2 separate regions of the Mus musculus genome follow, and region 1 is linked to region 2. Evidence: chromatin contacts called from public HiChIP or PLAC-seq data. All regions are on one chromosome and are shown on one strand. Each heading gives the region's core, a stretch centred on a gene start, on an enhancer-like site or on the middle of the called end of the contact. The rest is flanking DNA. Distances are from core to core; before and after follow the strand shown.

The links. HiChIP or PLAC-seq counts read pairs in DNA pulled down with a chosen protein or histone mark.
Region 1: a contact with region 2 is called in an H3K27ac HiChIP or PLAC-seq map of epiblast stem cells, with 13 times the contacts expected there. The contact joins two enhancer-like sites. A contact is called at or near these places in 3 of 39 promoter capture datasets (the 3T3-L1 cell line, embryonic stem cells and hippocampal neurons) and 1 of 115 datasets of contacts at active chromatin or transcription factors (epiblast stem cells).

Annotation. Positions count from the first base shown.
Region 1 is chr10:33,194,669-33,201,815 of GRCm38.p6, reverse strand. Trdn (triadin) reads right to left here. Exons shown (of 38, transcript NM_029726.2): 8 at 5,691-5,867; 9 at 1,594-1,653. Among named protein-coding and RNA genes, the nearest start is that of D830005E20Rik, 58 kb to the left of the region's middle. Within about 2 kb of position 5,690, at least 13 of the 459 cell types and tissues checked have an H3K27ac peak or open chromatin away from gene starts, as enhancers often do. A contact at or near this core is called in epiblast stem cells, where this site is marked.
Region 2 is chr10:31,452,307-31,459,823 of GRCm38.p6, reverse strand. It overlaps Gm51764 (a long non-coding RNA gene), which reads right to left. Exons shown (of 3, transcript XR_003948861.1): 2 at 548-855. Among named protein-coding and RNA genes, the nearest start is that of Gm51764, 7.3 kb to the right of the region's middle. Within about 2 kb of position 2,778, at least 12 of the 459 cell types and tissues checked have an H3K27ac peak or open chromatin away from gene starts, as enhancers often do. A contact at or near this core is called in epiblast stem cells, where this site is marked.

The DNA.
Region 1 (7,147 bases), core at 4,441-6,940, 1.7 Mb before region 2:
GACCACATGAAACTGAAAATAAGGAAGACCAAAGTGTGGATGCTTCAATTCTTCTTAGAAGGGAGAACAGAATACTCAATGGAGGAAATATGGAGACAAAGTGTGGAACAGAGACGGAAGGAAAGGCCATCCATAGACTGCCTCACCTGGGGATCCTTCCCATATACAACCACCAAATGCAGACACTATTGTGGAAGCCAAGAAGTGCTTGCCGGCAGGAGCCTGATATAACTTTTTTCCTGAGAGGCTGTGCCATAGCCTGAGAAACACAGAGACAGATACTCACAGCCAGTCATTGGACTGAGCACCAGGTCCCCAATGGAGGAGTTAGAGAAACAACTAAAGGAGCTGTAGGGGTTTGCAACCCTTGGGAGGTCCAACAATATCAACCAACCAGAACCCCTAGAGCTTCCAGGGACTAAACCACAAACAAAAGAGTATTCATGGAGGGACCCATGGCTCCAGCCACATATGTTGCAGAGGATGGCCTTGTGGGGCATCAATGGGAGGAGAGGCCCTTGGTCCTGTGAAGACCTGATGCTCTAGTGTAGGGGAAAGTGAGAGGGGGAAGTGAGTAGTGGGGGGGCTTCTGAACACCCTCATAGAATCAGGATGAGGGGAGATAGATTAGGGGGTTTCTGGAGGAGAAACTGGAAAAGGGGATACATTTGAAATGTACATAAAGAAAATATCCAAGAAAAGAAAAGAAAAAAACCTAAATCAGTTACTAGAATTAACTTAATGTTCTAGAGTGATAAGATTCTAAAAATCTTTTAAAATTTTAAGAACTAGATTATTACACACTTGCTTCAGCTATGATATGCTTGATTGTAAATGTATGTGCAAGTTATAATTAGCATTTTAGAAAGACTTTCACAAACCAGCTAAGGTAACAAAGTATAGTTGGTTTTAACAGTCAACTTTCATTCAGAGTAGTCTATGAGATTTTTAAATATTATATGAGTCATAGTACAAGGAATAAATTTATTCATCTTATTTAGGCTATCCTTATCATACTTTGTAGAAAAATTAAAGATATGAAGGAGTAGAGGTATATTGGTGTGATTAAAAACCTTTCTTCATTGCAGAGGTAGAAGCCAAAGTTAAGTAACTCCGTCAGTGTTTTTCTGGAATCACAAAAGACCATAAATAAGAAAATCTAAATATTTTAGAAAGATAAGACTCAGTATTTGAGAAGTGCTGTATGTTATTGTGAATTTTATCCACTATCTGAAAAACAAGAATATTTTTCTTTATTATAAGTCTTTTCTCCTAAATTTGCCAGGAATCATATAAAGTGACTCATTGCTTCACTCCAAGATATTATTACAAATATTTGCATTTTTATATATGAAGATATTAGCATCTTTAGGCTTTCAGTCGACTTCATTTTCAACAGGCCATGCAGCAAACGCAGGTAAAATTAAAGGGCCCAGCACCAGTTATCATTTCTGTATTTTATTGTCTTTATTCTAGGTATGCACATGCAGTATGCAAGTTTTTAAAGGAAAATACAGCTTAGTACAGACAAAGCTGACAGTTTTAGAAACAGAGGCTATTAAGACAGACAACAATAAGAATTGTTTGGAATACCTGGTTTTAAATCCCCATGGACAAACATGTCAATCATATATCGACAGAATGCATACTGATCTGACAGAATAGAGAGAAAGAAGAAGCAATGAAAGTATGTCATCACCATCTGTCTTTTCTACAAGAAGACACAATGTAACAGAACAAACAAAATGGCACACATCTATTTTGACTACTACTTATCTCTGTGAAGGAATAAATTGTGATTTTGTGAGCATGCAAATGAAAATATATAACATGCAAAATGTTCCACTCATTACCTATAAAACCTCTTAAATATGGAATCAGAATTATTCATGGTTATATTAGAGTAGGAAATATTTGATAATTCAAAATCCTTTCCTTGCTTTAAAGCAATTGTTCTCATGTATCCTTGTGAAATATTTGAGAAGGAAACATGAAAACTCTCTCCAACTAGAAATGCTTCCAGCTGCTGAACCCAGGACCTCTGTTGGCTATCCAAGTAAGACTACTGATAGTTCTGGAATAAGGCACAGAGGGCAAGTGCATTGTATCTGTTAGGGTCCTGTTCATAGAAGTTCTCCTTATCAGAAATGTGATCTGGAGAACTGATCAACAGCACCAAATGATATAAATAATTAACTAACTAATAAACTAATCATTCTTGCCATTGGCTAGTCTGTATTCTAGAAAAATAAGCCAACAAAGTAACCAGATGTTTGATGCAGGCACAGTACAAAATGGTTTCAGGAGTTGGATTTTTTTTTTCACTTTTTAATTACTTACAACCCATAGAAATACATATTATTGCAAACTCTGAATTCTTTCATGGTCAATCTAATTCTAATATCCACTGTAAAAGATTTCATAAACTTTATCACAACATCTTTAAAACTTACATTATTATGATCCTTGTACATAATGATCTACATATCAAAACTTTTTATTAGGCATTTTTATTAACTCACCAAATGCATACAAAGCTTTAGCACAAAGAAATTTTATTGCATTTATATAGTATGACACATTTTATTTTTATCAAACAGAAAAGAACTGTATTTATTTTATAGAAATAAATACCCAAGAATATTTATTTATGAAGCTCTGCTGGGTCTTTGTTTGTCTTTAAAATAATAAATGTACTTACTATAATAAATCTAAAAAATAGAATCCTTTTCATTAATACTTAAATAAAGGTGAGTCAAAACTTATAATGTTTCTAAAGTTTATATATATTCTGGTTGCTGAAATGAGGTAGTCCATTTTTAGAACAGCCTACAAATCTACTTGTTTGTTGAAGCACTTCCAAGGATGGTTTCTGCCTTATCCCAGGCTCTGAGATTTCTATGGTGTTAGACAAAAGTAACATTAAAATAGGTACTATTTTTTCCTTCCTAGACACGAGATTTTGCTATAAACCAGGCAAAGAATATTTTTTCTTTAAGTGGACAATATGGATTTTGGACCTCATCTAACATATGGTTATTCCTTCCTATAGCTCAAGAATATTTCACAAAAAGATAAGAAATATGCCAGAATGCATGTATAGGACCCATTACTCACAAAATTGTAACGCCATGGGTGTATTCATAGTATGTGTGTTTAACAATCCCCTACTTTGTATAGTTAGAGTGATGGCTAGGAATTAGATACTACACAGTGTCATGAATAGGAACAGGAACCTCAGATAATCAATATGGCTTCCTCCACACAGTTTAAAATTAGCTTGGCATCCTTTTTCTTCCTCCAATAGGGCCCCCTACTGGTAGACCAGTGTTCCAGGTTCACAGCCTGACTAGGCTTTGCTCAAAAGTTGTGAGCCTATCTGTCTTTGGTCAAATTGACCAATCCTAAATTAGGTGATAAAAACCTCTGAAGGACTCTTAAAACCCCTCAGTGCTAGAGTGATGAAACGGGCTTCCAGAGTTCCCTTCACCCTCTGTAGAACATCTCTCTTTGAGAGTGCTCTGCAGGGTGCTTGCTTCCTCACCTTAAACAAAAACATCACCTGATCATTCTAAGACTTCCCTACCCCACCCCGCTTCCACCTTGCACTCCAGATTTTTCTTAAATTTTCATTCTTCAACTGGCATTGATCAAGACACCTAGAGGGTAGCAATACCACACAGAGTATTACTCTCTACAACGCCCCCCTTTTCTTTTTTTTTTTTCTTTTTTTTTTTCTCCCCACAAAAATCACTATTTGTATTTTAAATTCCTGGAATAGCCTTTTTTTCCCCCTTTCTTTCTTTCTTTCTTTCTTTCTTTCTTTCTTTCTTTCTTTCTTTCTTTCTTTCTTTCTTCCCTTTTTTCTTTCTTTCTTTCTTTCTTTCTTTCTTTCTTTCTTTCTTTCTTTCTATTCTTATATGTCACCTCTGTCTGAAGTTTATAAGGAAGAAACTACTTATAATATAAAAGGTTTGTATACCTCCCTACACACAGATGAAATATTGCTTTCTAAGCACAAGCATAAAATGGAGGTTGCATCCTGGTTACATTCAAATCATGCTGAATGATTCTCTGAACTAACTAAAGATGCCCTTCAGATTTCCTCATTAATTGATGTGTTCATTAGTTTCATGTTACAATTTTCTTCCTTAAAGGGTGATCTGAATTTCATAGTATTTTAGAATCCAACTATCCACATAGTGAATTTTCCTGATTTGTATCACAGTGAAATGGTCATTTAAGTTATTTCTCATTATTATATCCTTTTATAGCATACACATTCATATGTAAAATTATTTTAAGAGATAATACTTTATATTTTCAATGTTCAAGATCCTGTAATCATCTTGAAAACAATATGTTCAAATTTCCAAATGTTTTAATCTGGAGAAGTATCTGTAAAATTAGATTGAAATGAATGAAATTTACATAAAGTTTATCACCCACACAAAAAAAAAAAAAAAGAAAAGAAAAAAAGTACTCCCTTATTTTCTTGTTTCTATACATGCACCTTTTCTTGTTTCTATACATGCACCTTTTGTTTCATAAATTAAAGTTTACATGCATTATGTACATATCAAAACTTATAAGCATTGTGATGTTGAAAAATAAGATAAAAATACAAAGAATGTGTAATTAATATTATGTAGTTTGTAAGAGAAAAAATGTTTCCAGTTTTACTATTAAAATAGTCTTCTTAGTAAAAAGTTTTAAAGTCACAATAAAGTTGTATAGACACCAATTTGTCCATTTTGGGTTTTTTTGTTTGTTTTGTTTTGTTTTGTTTTTGTCCATTTTAGTTTTGAAAAAAATTATTCAATTGCTTTTAGAGTCAAGGAAATTGTTATTTTGTAACATTCATAAGAAAAGGTACAACTTTCTCAGGAACAGATCACACAGAGCAGACCTTGTGTTCTATATGTGAAGATCTGGATTTGTAGTAACCATTGATTTGGGGATAGAAAACCCAAAAAGGTACCCTAGTGGTGGGACAAAGAGGCCCTTTGTGACCATTTTAAATTCACACAGCACCTTTCTGTAAAAAATTTCCTCTCTGTAAATGGTCTATATCTGAGAAGTGAGTTAATACACCATAGTTGGTGAAAAGAACATCTGTCTTATGCAAACTATCCTAAAGTTAATTTTTTTAAGAAGACTAAAAAATTGCCCAACAATTCTTTATCATATAAGAGGTTTTCTACCACAATGAAATGAATTTATAGTTTAATGTGCATATTCTGAATGGTATCATTGCAGCAGTATCGAGGAAGTAATATTTTTATTTTATTTTTTCCTGTATGATTTGTGCATTGACTCCTGGAGCAACTCCTGAAGAGATGCTGTTGTTGTCAATTTTTAAAACTATCTTTTCCAGAGTCTAACCCATACAACTATTTAACTGTTCTGCCAAATCCTCAAGATTTCAGCGTTCAGCCCCAAACTTAAATAACTCCAAGTGATCACTCAACACTCTTTAAAACACTTGAAAATGCATCTAGCTATTTGAATACATTTTATTATTTTAGTATGTTAATACCCAATGGTAGTACTTCCTTTCAGGCTTGTTGGCTTGGATCTCTTTTTACCCCATCTGAGGTTTAATTTTAGTCTTTTCAGTTGACTGCATCTGCTTCTTGCCCATTATTCTCTTTGGACCTCCTGCTGTCTCCTCCTCCTGGAATGTTTACCTTTCTGCTCATGCACAGCTGGCATCTCTTTGTCATCCTTCTTTCTGGCCTTTGGTGGTGTTTTCGGAGTTTCTTTGGCTTTTGCAGCTGTTGGTTTCACTTTCTCCTGTTTTCCAACTTTCATTTCCTTCTTAGCCTTTTCTTCAGTCTTTTCCTTAGTCTTAATTTTCTTGTCCTCTACAAGAAGTTAAGACAGTTATTTTTCTTCACTCACATAATTCTTCAAGTCTTATTCAAGTCCCATTTTAAAAGGCAAACAAGATAATCAATAGAAAATAAGTGTCCTATAAATACTATTGACAATACTAGGGTACTATAAGTTTATGAATATGTTGTATTTGACATACAAGTCATGGACAGGTGAGGAGACTGATGAGGATTTCTGTTGTGGTTACAGTTTGTTTGGATTTTGGCTTTGATAATCAAGAGCTTAAGCTGTCCACAATGATTCATTTGCTTGTGACTGGGAATTTTTAATAAGAAAAATGTCTTCACTAAAGAGCCTAGTTAAAGAATTTTCTTTTAAAGGAATGTGATCATTTTGTTCTATAATAGAAAAATCTTAAGTATTACTCAAAAATAATACAATATAATATTTTAAAGAAGATAAATGCAAACAATACAAATGAAACATTACCTGCATGGTACTGTATAACAAGATGAGACTGATGATACTTACCGGAGACCAACTGACAGACAGACATCCCTATCATGATATTTATTAGAAACTGACAGACAGACATCCCTAATGACTAGGCCTGCAAAGATTGATAATACAGAAACAGATACACTCTCTTACATATCAAAGCCAGAGATCATATTCCCAAATGTTTGTAAAACTTTTAAAATGTACTAGCAAAAAGTACTAGCAAGTAAAATGTAGAATGTGCATTCTATTCAAAACACATTAACTTAATAGGAATTTTTGAAGAGTGAACTGGCTCACAAATAAATCATTCTGTGGATTGTTCTTTCATATTTTTTAAATCACTGATAGTACGATTCAATTAGTTCTAATGGGAATTGCATATTTGACATCTTCTGTATGTGGGATCATATATTTAACATAGATTTGACACACAATGAAGAGATTTGTCTGGACACTTCCAATACATTGTAGATATTATTGACACACATGTTAAAGAGTTTGATGAAAATACTGGCCTCTGTTTACTTTGCTTTGATGTAAAGCTTGTATCTGCCAACACTTTTATTAAGACGTGACCTTTATTATCTATTGTATATTTTGTATTGTACAAGATTGTTTTCTTATTAGTTTCCCCTACCAGGCTGGGAACAACTTGAGTTCAGGAACTCAGTTTTTAGTTTTCTATTACCATTGTGTTCAGTACAATGTTTATTTTCAGAGAATATAGAACTAGTGAATCTGACTTTTGGTATAGCATTGGAAATGTAAATGAGCTAAATACCTAATAAAAAATGGAAAAAAAAAGAAC
Region 2 (7,517 bases), core at 1,529-4,028:
CCCAGTGGGGTGCCTAGAGGTACGTTCGAAGACAATTGGGTGACAGGGGTAGGGCAGGGAAGTTGTCACTGAACTTTTAGTGCCGGCATCCTAAGAAGAGCTCATCAGCGGGTTAGTAGCATAAGGCCAAACTAGAAATTCAGGTTGTCACATGAATAACTAGAGGCTACAGCTGCAATTTTCCCAGAAATTGCCAGAAAGCAATTCAACCTGGTACGAGGAATTTTTGGCTGGCTGCAAGAGCTCAAGGGATTTATGAACTGCTTTCAAGAAGGGAGTCACCCAAAGGCCTATGTCCTAACTTGTAGGTCAGCCAGGAGGCCAGTCATAAGAACTGGGGCATTGAAAGCCAACACCTTAACCCAAAAGAGGCTGACCAGGCTCTATCTGGACATATAGGGTCACTTCCACCAACTGGAGAAACTCCTTTCCAATTAATATGCCTGTGTGTTTGCAGGCTTCTTCAGTCAGGTAGCAGGAAGCATGGAACCGTGTGGTTGGTTGGTGTGCCCAGAAGCACATGGTAGGCCTCAGTGGCACAACTCACGTGGTAGAAGTCTGTGAGTCTCACAAGGTGGCAACAGTGTCAATGGCGATGGTCTGCAGTAGCAGTGGAAATCCACGTGGTGGATGACGGTAGGTGCCAGCTGATGGAGTCCACATGGTGTAGCAGTGACTGCAGGTGGTGGCGGCCATCTCGTGGCATTGGTTCTCCTGCGGCAGTGGCAGATTCACCTGGTTCACCTTCATGTCAGGTAGTGACGGCTGCTGGGCCCCGCAGCTCCCCTGCATAGCGATTACCGAAATCTTTGGCACCAATGTTATCATCTTAATCGTTGCACATGTTCAGAAGGACTACACCAGGCCAAACAGTTCCACGTGAGGTTTATTGCGAGAGAGAGGGGCAAAGTGGTGGTGGAAAGAGAAGGGGGAGAGAGAGAGAGAGAGAGAGAGAGAGAGAGAGAGAGAGAGAGAGAGAGAGAGAGAGAGTTTCTTTATATATGGATGCTGACATAGTCACAGGTAAAGGTGGGAGATGAGCCAGGTGGATTCTGGGAATATGGTGGCTGTTTCCTTGGCAACAGGTGTTCAGGTAGCACCTATGTGATATCATGAGTTTCAGGAGGTCAGCTAGTCCCTGATTTTTAGATATGTAAATGTGCAATCTTATCTTGAAAAGATATAGATTCATAGTTCTTGGATTATTAGTGACTCTGGGCAAGTTATTTGGGGTTTTTTTGTTGTTGTTGTTTCTATTATTGCTGTTTTATTGTTTTGTTTTGTTTGGGAGCTCATGGGCCATTTATGATCCACTACTTTTTCATTCCAATCCCTATTGATTAATGAGTAAGTGGCTTAATGTGTAAGTGATTAACCTATACATTGGCTTAAAAATTTCTATTATCGGGCTGGTGAGATGGCTCAGTGGGTAAGAGCACCCGACTGCTCTTCCAGACTGCTCTTCCGAAGGTCCGGAGTTCAAATCCCAGCAACCACATGGTGGCTCACAACCATCCGTAACGAGATCTGACACCCTCTTCTGGAATGTCTGAAGACAGCTACAGTGTACTTACATATAAATAAATAAATCTTTAAAAAAAAAAAAAAATTTCTATTATCAAATGGTGAATTTTCTCCCTCTGTCTTAGTTACTCTTCTATTGCTATGACAAGAAACCATGACCAAGGCAACTCTTATAGAAGAATACGTTTAATTGGGACCTTGCTTACAGTTTCAGAGGGTTAGTTCTTTACCATCATGGCACAGGCAGCAGCAGAAAGAGAGAGACAGAGACAGACAGAGAGACACAGAGAGAGACAAAGACACAGAGAGAGACAGAAGAGACAAAGACAGACAGAGAGAGACAGAGACAGAGGGACAGAAGAGACAAAGACAGAGAGAGAGAGAGAGAGAGAGAAAGACAAAGACAGACAGATAGACACACAGGGAGAGAAAGACACAGAGAGAGACAGAAGAGACAAAGACAGACAGAGAGAGAGTGAGAGAGAGAAAGAGAGAGAGACTGGATCTGGTGTAGGCCAAGTAAGGACCAAGCATTCAAACATAGGAGCCTATGCTTCCATTCTCATCAAACCACCACACCCTTTTTCCACATTATGCAACACCCTTGGAAGATGTTAGCTCCTCCTTGCACAATCATGCTTCGTAGTTGATTCTGTGCATACTTTAAACCCCAGCAGGCCTTGCCTTTCATTACCTGATACCGACAACAGCCATTTCTTTACTCTCTCACACCACAGCAGCCCTAGGTACTGATTGATTTTGTACAGGACATAGATGACCCAGAGGTATCTGGAGACTTTAGGGAATATAGTTCTATTGGCTGTTCTAGATCCCATTTTTTCAGGCTCATATATTTGAATGCTTGGTAATGGGGAATATCACTACTTGAGAGGGATTAAGATGTGTACCCTTGTTGGATTAAGTGTAGCCTTCTTGGAGAAGAGTGTCACTGGTGGTGGGGTTTAAAGATTCAAAAGCCAAAGCCTGGCAGGCCCAGGGTCTTCTTCTTGCTGCCTGCAAATCCTAATGTACTCAAGTTAGTTCTCCAGCACCTTGGCTGCCTGCAAGCTGCCATGCTTCCCACCATGATGATAATGGACTAAACCTCTGAAATTGTAAGCCAGCTCCAATTAAATGCTTTCCTTTAAAAGAGTTGCTGTGGTTGTGGTGTATCTTTAGAGCAATAGAATGTTGACTAAGCACTTGCTGTGTTGTGCCCTTCCCCCAGCCTTGAGATGGCTAAACAAGTCTCAGATGGCTGAAGCCAGGTACCTGGCCTCACTGCATTGCATCTTCCTGCCTGAGCCTTGAGCTGACCACCTACTGAGCTTACTTTGCAACTCAATACAACTGAAAAAAAGCAACTGAACCCAGCCTAAAACAAAGAATGTTTCCTTGGGTCTGCCCTTTCTATTCCATGCCCAGCTCTCCTTCCAGGCATACCCAGTGCTCCATGACCGCTGGACTGCTACACCTAGTTGATTTTTGATTCCCATCTCTGCCTCTGGCATCATATGGCCATCAGTCTGTCAGTGTTTCTTTTTCTCTCCTCATAAGGACTCTAGTCAATTTTGATTAAAATCCTATCATACTGCTGTTCGGCCTTATCTGAACTAATTCCATGTGTAACCACCCTTCTTTCAAGTAAGAGAACATTCTGAAGTATTTGGGATTTGTACTTTACAGATTTTCTGGGGTAACATAGCTTAATTCACATCAAGAGAAAACTACTCCCCGGTATGCTAACCCCAGGGTATTGAATTATCTCTTGCTCAAAACCTACACCTGTTTAGTTTTTGTGACTGATGTCATTAATAAGTTCTCTGAGATGCGTTGTTTATATCATCAGAATTCTAAGCAGAAAGTATAGTTTATTTTATTTTTTAAGATATTGTCTTTATTTACACTTCAAATGTTATCCCCTTTCCTGGTTTCCCTTCTGAAAACCTCCCATTCCCTCACCCCTCACTCCCCATGCTCACCAACCCACCCATTCCCGCTTCCTGGCCCTGACATTCCCCTATACTGAGGCACAGAACCTTCACTGGACCAAGGGCCTCTCCTCCCATTGATGACCTACTAGGCCATCCTCTGCTACATATGCAGTTAGAACCCTGAGTCCCACCATGTGTTTTCTTTGGTTGGTGTTTGCATCCCAGGGAGCTCTGGACATACTGGTTAGTTTATATTGTTGTTCCTTCTATGGGGTTATAAACCCCTTCAACTCCTTGGGAACTTTCTCTAGCTCCTTCATTGGGGACCCTGTGCTCCATCAAATGGATGATTGTGAGCATCCATTTCTGTATTTGTCAGGCACTGGCAGAGCCTCTCAGGAGACAGCTATATCAAGCTCCTATCAGCAAGCACCTGTAGGCATCCACAATAGTGTCTGGGTTTGGTGGTTGTATATGGGATGGATCCCCAGATGGATTGGTCTCTAGATTCCTTCAGTCTCTGCTCCACACTCTGTCTCTGTAACTCCTTTCATGGGTATTTTATTCCCCCTTCTAAGAAGGATCGAAGTATCCACACTTTGGTCTTCCTTCTTCTTGGGTTTCATGTGTTTTTTGAATTGTATTTTGGGTATTCTGAGCTTCTGGGCTAATATCCACTTATCAGTGAGTGCATATCAAGTGTGTTCTTTTGTGATTGAGTTACCTCACTCAGGATGATAGTCTCCAGATCCATCCATTTGCCTATGAATCTCATAAATTAATTATTTTAATAAGTACATAGTACTCCTTCTGTATCCATTCCTCTATTGAGAGACATCTGGGTTCTTTCCAACTTCTGAATATTATAAATAAGGCTGCTAGTAGAGTATGTGTCCTTATTACATGTTAGAGCTTCTGCGGGGTATATTCCCAGGAGTGGTATAGCTGGGTCATCAGGTAATACTATGTCCAATTTTCTGAGGAACCGCCAAACTGATTTCCACAGTAGTTGTAACAGCTTGCAATTCCACCAGCAATGGAGGAATGTTCCTCTTCCTCCACATTCTTGCCAGCATCTGCTGTCACCTCAGTTTTTGAACTTAAGCCATTCTGACTGGTGAGAGGTGGAATCTCAGGGTTGTTTTGAATTGAATTTACCTGATGACTAAGGATGTTGACCATTTTTCAAGTGCTTCTCACCCATCTGGTATTCCTCAGTTGAGAATTCTTTGTTTAATTCTGTACCCCATGTTTTAATAGGGTGATTTGGTTCTCTGGAGTCCAGCTTCTTGAGTTCTTTGTACCTATAGGATATTAGCCCTCTTTTTGATTTAGCCCTCTTTTCCATATCTGTTGTTTGCCTTTTTTTTTTTAATGACAGTGTCCTTTGCCTTACAAAAGCTTGGCAATTTTATGAGCTCCCATTTGTCAATTCTTGATCTTATAGCACAAGCCATTGCTATTCTGTTAAGGAATTTTTCTCCTGTGCCCATATGTTCAAGGCTCATCACCACTTTATCCTCTACAAGTTTCAGTGTCTCTGGTTTTAGGTGGAGTTCCTTGATCCACTTAGACTTGAGCTTAGTACAAGGAGATAAGAATGCATCAATTCACATTCTTCTACATGATAACTGCCAGTTATACCAGCAGCATTTGTTGAAAATGCTGTCTTTTTTTTTCCACAGGATGGTTTTAGCTCCTTGATCAAATATTAAGTGTCCATGGATGTGTGTGGTTTTATTTCTGGGTCTTCAATTCTATTCCATTGATATACCTGTCTGTCACTGTACCAGTACCATGCAGTTTTTATCACAATTGCTCTGTAGCACAGCTTAAGGTCAGGGATGGTGATTCTACCTGAAGAAGTTCTTTTATTGTTGAGAATAGTTTTTGCTATCCTACGTTTTTTGTTATACCAGGTGAATTTGCAAATTGTCATTTCTAACTTTGTGAAGATTTGATTTGGAATTTTGATGGGGATTGCATTGAATCTGTAGATTGCTTTTGACAAGATGGCCATTTTTACTATATTAATCCTGCCAATCTATGAGCATGGGAGATCTTTCCATCTTCTGAGATCTCTTTTGAATTCTTTCCTCAGAGACTTGAGGTTCTTATCATATAAATCTTTCACTTCCTTAGTTAGAGTCACACCAAGGTCTTTTATATTATATGTGACTATTGTGAAGGGTGTTGTTTCCCTAATTTTTTTCTCAACCTGTTTACCCTTTGTGAAGAGAAAGGCCACTGATTTGTTTGAGTTAACTTTATGTCCAGCTACTTCACTGAAGTTCTTTATCAGATTTAGGAGATCTCTGGTGTAATTTTTGGCTCACTTATGTATACTATCCTATCATCTGCAAATAGTAATATTTTTATTTCTTCCTTTCCAATTTGTACCCCTTTAATCTCCTTTTGTTGTCTAATTGCTCTGGCTAGGTCTTCAAGTACTATATTGAATAGGGAGGGAGAGAGTGGGCAGCCTTGTCTTGTCTCTGATTTTAGTGGGATTGCTTCAAGTTTCTCTCCATTTAGTTTGAAGTTGGCTACTGGTTTGCTGAATATTGTTTTTACTATGTTTAGGTATGGTCCTTGAATTTCTGATCTTTCCAAGACTTTGGATCTTTTCAAATACTTTCTCAGTATCTAATGAAATAAAAATGCGTTTTTTTTCTTTGACTTTGATAATGTAGTGCATTATGTTGATGGATTTACGTGTTGAACCGTCCCCGCATCCCTGGGATGAAGCCTACTTGACCATGATGGATAATTTTCTTGATGTGTTCTTGGATTAAGTTTGTGAGCATTTTATTGAGTATTTTTGCATCAATATTCATAAGGGAAATTGGTCTGAAGTTCTCTTTCTTTGTTGGATCTTTATGTGGTTTAGGTATCAGAGTAATTGTGGCTTCATAGAATGAATTGGGTAGAGTACCTTCTGTCTCTATTTTCTGGAGTAGTTTGAGAAGTATTGGTATTAGGTCTTCTTTGAAGGTCTGATAGCACTCTGCACTAAACCCATTTGGTTCTGGGCTTTTTTTTGGTTGGGAGACTATTAATGACTATTTCTATTTCTTTAGGGGATATTGGACTGTTTTAACTGTTAATATCATCCTGATTTAACTTTCGTACTTGGTATCTGTCTAGAAAATTGTCCATTTCATCCAGGCTTCCCGTTTTGTTAAGTATAGGCTTTTGTAGTAGGATCTGATGATGCTTTGGATTTCCTCAAATTCTGTTGTTATGTTTCCCTTTCATTTCTACTTTTCTTAATTATGATACTGTCCCTGTGCCCTCTAGTTAGTCTTGCTAAGGGTTTAACTATCTTGTTGATTTTCTCAAAAAACCAGCTCCTGGTTTTGTTGATTCTTTGTATAGTTCTTTTTGTTTCTACTTGGTTGATTTCAGCCCTGAGTTTGATTATTTCCTGCCTTGTACTCCTCTTGGACATATTTGTTTCTTTTTGTTCTAGAGCTTCCAGATGTGCTGCCAAGCTGCTAGTGTATGCTCTCTCCAATTTCTTTTTGGAGTCACTCAGAGCTATGAGTTTTCCTCTTAGAACTGCTTTCATTGTGTCCCATAAGTTTAGTATATTATGGCTTCATTAAACTCTAAAAAGCCTTTAATTTCTTTCTTTATTTTCTCCTTGACCAAGTTAAGGAAGTTAAGTTGGGGAGAGTGTTGTTCAACTTCCATATGTATGTGGGCTTTCTATTATTTATGTTGTTATTGAAGATCAGCCTTAGTCCATGGTGATCTGATAGGATGCATGGGATTATTTTAATATTTATATATTTGTTGGGTCTTTATGTGGTTTAGGTATCAGAGTAATTGTGGCTTCATAGAATGAATTGGGTAGAGTACCTTCTGTCTCTATTTTCTGTTGAAGGCCTGTTTTGTGACCAATTACATGGTCAGTTTTGGAGAAGGTACCATGAGGTGCTGAGGACGCAGATGTAGCTGTCTCTTGTGAGACTATGCCGGGGCCCAGCAAACACAGAAGTGGATGCTCACAGTCAGCTAATGGATGGATCATAGGGCTCCCAATGGAGGAGCTAG